Regions from separate parts of the Anas platyrhynchos genome. Here region 1 is linked to region 2. Evidence: chromatin contacts called from public Hi-C data. All regions are on one chromosome and are shown on one strand. Each heading gives the region's core, a stretch centred on a gene start, on an enhancer-like site or on the middle of the called end of the contact. The rest is flanking DNA. Distances are from core to core; before and after follow the strand shown.

Region 1 (2,700 bases), core at 138-2,637, 69 kb after region 2:
GCAAGCAGGCAATTGTGTCAGCCCCAAGTGTTCAAAATGGGGCAAACTGGATGTGGGGAGAGATGTAAAATGGGGGCAAATGTGATAATTTTAAGAGCAGTGTGAGAGAGGCAGAGAAACCCCTTGGGAGCAGGGGTAAAGTCATCATCACATTAAGTGAGTATTCTCTTGTGATTGTGCTCTGATGTGAAATAGAGTGAAAATGATGGGATTTTTTTTCCCTTTAATTTATTGGAAATGTGAACAGTTCAGTTTAGCTTTAACATATTTTGTATCTGCTTTATTGAGGGTGTGCTCTGAGCAGGGCTTTTTGGCTTTGTACTCCGTAGATTTTGCTTCTTGCCTCACTTGTGTTTTTTTTTGTTTGCTGAAAGTAGAGGCTTGGGTGAAAAGTAGCCATAACATTTCCGATACTGGAAACACACTAAATTCATTCCTTGTAAGCCAGGGATGATGAAACTCCACAGCTTCTCAGGGTCACTCAAGAGGTTCTGCTCATGAGAATTATATCCAAGCTTTTCTTCCAGCCCCTCCTGTGTGCCACCAGCCGGGCAGGCCACGAAGCCCAGAGCTCTTCCAGCAGCAAGCCCACTATTCCCTCATGCTGCCTTTCTGTCCTGCTGCCCATCGGAGGACGTTGCTGCCTGCAGATTAACATCTGAAATGGCTTCAGTCGTGAATAAGCAGCACATTGTGGTCAGCTGTGAGCCAGACTGCTGCATTCGTGAAGGATGAGGAAGGTGGGTGACTCACGTGGCTCAAGCAGATGGAAGGCGACCTCTGGGCCAGCCCTCGTCGTCCAGAGAAACGTAATCTCAGAGCTGAACAACTCGTAGTACGTCTGGGTCCAGTTCCGAGCTTTTTGGGCAGAAATCAGATGACATGCAGCTTACGGCCGAGTTTGTGTTTAATTAGATTAGCTCCAATCTGAAATGGAGCCGCTTTGGAGCGTGTGAACCAAAGCTAGATAAAGACTCCCACAAACCCCTGCAAACTGGAAATTTATAGGTCTCGCCCTGTATTTATTTGCTGTGGCTCAGTTCAGGGTGAAAGGTACAGCTCAGCTGCCACAGCTGGCCTTTTCTTTTTTTTTTCTGGTCCACGTTTCTTTCTGTAGCCCGCTCTACTTTGTTTGCCAGCAGATCGTCTGCAACCAGATTGGCTGGGGCTGGGATCGCTCTGCTCCGCTCCCTTAGCAAACACACGAGGTCTGAGAGGTGTCTGGCTGCGTGTAATGAAATGAGCTGACTGGCACTTTAGCGTTCCCCTGTGTAGGAGCGTCTTAGGAGTAAGACACTTAATTATTATTAACGTTCTAATTGGCCTGTGCGAGTGCAGATGTGCGTGCGTGGCTGCGCTGCCTGGCTCACCATCGGGGCAGGAGCTGCATCCCGTGCTCCCCGGCCCAACTCGCTCCCCCTGAACCCAGCAGAGCCTCGTGGCTGCTGCAGTCCCTATCTCCTAACCTTCTGCCGCTTCCAGTAGCAAAACCCCAAGCAGCCTAAATGTGAAGGGAGGGGGGGGGAAGAAAGTAACTATAATAAAGAAACATTAACAGGAAAAGAACATCTTGGTAAGGTCTACAGATAAGAACGGTAAGAATTGTTCTCGCCGAGTATTGTCTGCAGTACAACATGTCCTGTATGCTTTAGCTGCTGCTCCGTGCCAGCATATAGGGAGGACATTAGCTCTTAATGGGAAACATTAGGTGTTTAAATCAAGAACATTTTTCCACAACGCCAAATTCTGTCAGGTGACTGCTGAAAGCCTCGGTTGAGGCTCTGCTCCCCGGAGTTACTTCTTTGTTAGAGGCTTGCCACCTAGTGCTGTACTTCGGTACTGCTCTTCCCTTCCTTTTGCCCGGACTTGGTGCTGGAAAAGCTGATTTAAATTTTTTTTTATTTAACAGGAGTGGCAGTTGCTACATGCATGGACTGCTTGGCTTTTAGCTTCTGCAAAGAGCTCTGTTTGCTCGGAGACGAGCAGCAGTACTTGTTGTTCCAGGGGAAGGTGCAGCTTGTGCACACAAAGTACATAGGAACAGGGGAGTTATTGCAGGGCTGTCCCTTTACCCTGCTTTGGCAGCGAAGCAGCCTGAAAATGGATGGCTACAATTTATAGCAGGGTGCTGCCTTAGTGTGAAACTGCAAATGACGGTCAGTTCTGCAGGGTACAAAGATTTTTTTGATGCTTCCACGATCGTCTGGCGGAGAACAAACACTATTCTTATAAGCTCACACTTTGGAAAAGCATAAAAGAAACTGGCAATTTAAAATAGCTTCCTTTGTGCTCAGACCATCTCTCTGAAAGACATAATCTGACCATTCAACTGTATTTACAGCTCTCCCCTTCTGGTGAGTTATAATAAAAACAGAAGCAAGATCCTTAGCTTCCTGTATCTGCACTTAATTTAGCATTAACACTAAAACCATCCTACTCTTTTATACTGCAGGAATGGTTTCTACTGCCTTTATCCTTGTTAAGAACAGCATCTCACACTACGGATTGTTTTTACAGAAATCAGTAAGACTTAACTATTCTTACAGTAAAGCTCATGGTGCCACAATCTGACCTGGGGTTATTTTGCTAATGGAGATCTCTCTGCTTTGGCAGTGCTGGATTTCTCCCTACATATTACAAAAAATACTTGATCTCAGACTCTGAAAGGTGCTGAGCAGCTGCGGTTCCCACCAGGGCTGG
Region 2 (2,700 bases), core at 69-2,568:
GGGCTCGGGCCGGGTGCTGGGGGGGGCTCTCGGATCTCACCGCCCGGCCTCGTCCCCTCACAGGGGCACGGAACCGACTCCCTGAGCCCCCCCCCTCCCCCGGCCGGGACCTGTCAGAGCCCCCCCCCCGCCTCAGCGGCCGCCCCCAGCCCCTCGGGACCGCGCTGCCCGGGCCCTGTGAGCCCCAAAAAGCAGCCGGGACCCCCCCGGGACCCCCCCCCCCCCGTCCCTCTCTTCTTTCCCCTCAGCTCCCCCCCGGAGCCCCCTGCCCGGCGGCGGCTGAGGGGGGAGAGCACCGGGGGGGGGGGTTACACCGAGGGGGTGGCGACTACAGGGGAGGGGGGCGACACCGGGGGGGTGACAAGCACTGAGGGGGGAGCACCGGGAGGGGGTGAAGCACTCAGAGAGTGACACCGGGAGGGGGAGCACCGGGGGAAGGGTTACACCGGGGGGGGTGAGGACCAAGGGGGGGGAAGCACCGGAGGGTTTAACACCGGGGGGGGGGCACCGGCACCCCTGGGCCGGCACCACAGCGCCCCCAGCCCCCGCCGCTCCGCGCCTGCACCGCCGAGCCCGGCCGGCTCCCCGCGCCCCCCCCGGCCGCACACCCCACACAAAGTCCCGGCACTCGGCAAACTTTTTCCCCCGGCCGCCCCCCGGGGGTTGAAGGAAGCGGCTGGGAAGCCGGGAGAAGAGGGAAAAGGACCGAGAGGAGCCCCGCGGAGCGGCGGCGGCCCCGGGGTGCCGGAGAGGAGGAGGAGGAGCGGGGAGGAGGGGGGGGGGAGCCGCGCAGGGGAAGCGGGCAGAGGGCAGCCCGGGACGGAGCGGGCTGGAGCGGCGGCGGCGGCCCCGGGAGCGCCGGCTCCGGCGCCATCTTGGGCTGATCGATGAATTGAACAAAGGGGATCGATTTCCGATGGGGCCGCCGATCGGGAGTTGGGGGGGGGGGGCGAGTGGGGGGGCGAGCGGAGCGGCGCGGCCGGGCGGAGCGGGGGGATCCTGCGGGCGGCTGCGGGAGGAGGAGGAAGAGGAGGAGGAGGAGGAGGAGGAGGAAGGAGGGGGGGGGGGAGGCCGGGCCCGAGGGAAGGCGGAGAAGGGGAAGGGAAGGGGGGCGGGGGGGGGGGGTCCGGCGGCGCGGCCCGGCCGGTGCGGCGAGCGGGGGGAGCCTGACCTGCAGCTGCTGTAAATCAAAGCGCTTCCAATATTGAAACATCGATCCCACATTGGCCGCCATCTTGAGACATATTGAGACAGAGTGAGCGGCTGATCGAGGGAGAGAGAGGGGCTGGAGTTCGGGAGCCGGGAGGGAGGGGGAGGGAGGGAGGGAGGGAGGGAGAGAGGGAGGGAGGGGGGAGGAGGAGGGGCGGGGGGGGGCAGGGGGCGGGAGGCGGCCGGGGAGCGCCCAAATCCCGGCCTGGAGCCCGCCGGCGGCCGGAACGCGGAGTCAGCCCCGTGCGCTTGGGGGGGGGGGGGGGAGTAAAGGGGGGGGCGGTGCGATCATAGGGAGCCCCCCCTGTGTGTGTGTGTGTGTGTGTGTGTGTGTGTGTGTGTGTGTGTCATCACCCCCACACCCCTGCTTGGGGGGGGGGGAGCACGGCTGGGGAGGGGGGACGACTGGGGGGGTGCTTTGGTTTGGGAGGGGTATTGGGTTTGGGGGGGGGACACTTGGGATTAGGGGGTGATTGGGGATTTAGGGGAGAATTAGGATTTGGGATTTTGGATTTTGGATTTAGGGGGGATTTAGGGAAGGGGGGCATTGCCCACAGCCCCCCCCCTCCAAGCTTGGCTCCCCCCCAGTGTGTAGGTGGCTGTGGGGGGAGCAGGGAGCCCCCCACGTCCCCACCGGCCGCGCCGTCGTTAGCGGGGTTCATGGGGGCGCGGGCAGACGCCCATGGGGCCACTGCCGCTGGCCGCCGGCTCGGAGGGGGCGGCTCGCACCGAGGTTGGAAAATCAGCTCATAGCTTCGTGCGGCATAGCCATAGAAACGGAGATCACAAGGATGCAATAACTTATTTTGTTCTAAACAATAACGTGTCCGTAAGCATGATTTATTCCGTCCCCCAAATCCTTGCGCCCACCCCGATGAGCGTGGTGGCTTTGGGGTGCAGCTCGGCCCCACAAGCTCAGGGTGTGCAGCCCGAGCACCCGCTGTGTCCCCACAGCGTGCCCGCTGCCTCGCGGGTGGCCCCACGGGACTGAGCCCGCTGCACCGCGCTCCCCAAACACCGCTCGCGCTGCCTTGGCGAAAGGCAAAGAAACAGATCTTCCTCCGGCAAAGTGAGCGGTGGTGGATTTTTCATCAAACAGTATTTGATCACCAAGAGAATTTAGCGCTGGCTCAAGTCGGCGGGCTGACTACTTGAAAATGGCTCTGTCTGTCTTTGGAGAAGTTACGGCACCGACAGCGGCGGAGCGGCTGCTGCAGACTATTTCCCAATCTGCCGCCGTCCTCCTTTGGAGGAGCACCATCGCTTCAGCCTCCATTTCCACTTTTTGCTGAGGCTGCTGCTCACAAAGCTCCTAATTGCGACTGGCGGGTTTTATGTTAACGAGTCCCACCTAAGGATCACCCCGACAACTGTAGACCTTCGCATTTTTAGTTGGCCGTCCCGGGAATAAAACTAATGGCACTAGGGTACGAGGACACCGGGCCTCTGCCTGCCCGGCTGGGCCGGGCACGCTGCGAGCTCGCAGCACGT

The links. A called contact is a pair of places that touch in the nucleus more often than the background predicts.
Region 1: a contact with region 2 is called in a Hi-C map of F1 follicle, with 2.1 times the contacts expected there. The contact joins the enhancer-like site here to the promoter of CUX1 in region 2. A contact is called at or near these places in 3 of 8 Hi-C or Micro-C datasets (F1 follicle, skeletal muscle and small yellow follicle).

What each region holds. Positions count from the first base shown.
Region 1 is chr20:7,308,579-7,311,278 of IASCAAS_PekinDuck_T2T, forward strand. All of the region lies in intron 1 of LOC139999134 (a long non-coding RNA gene), which reads left to right. All of the region lies in intron 2 of LOC119713293 (a long non-coding RNA gene), which reads right to left. Among named protein-coding and RNA genes, the nearest start is that of MYL10, 43 kb to the right of the region's middle. Within about 2 kb of position 1,388, at least 6 of the 8 cell types and tissues checked have an H3K27ac peak or open chromatin away from gene starts, as enhancers often do. A contact at or near this core is called in F1 follicle, where this site is marked.
Region 2 is chr20:7,240,055-7,242,754 of IASCAAS_PekinDuck_T2T, forward strand. CUX1 (cut like homeobox 1) reads right to left here and starts at 1,319. Exons shown (of 23, transcript XM_038165931.2): 1 at 1,172-1,319. The coding sequence starts at 1,234.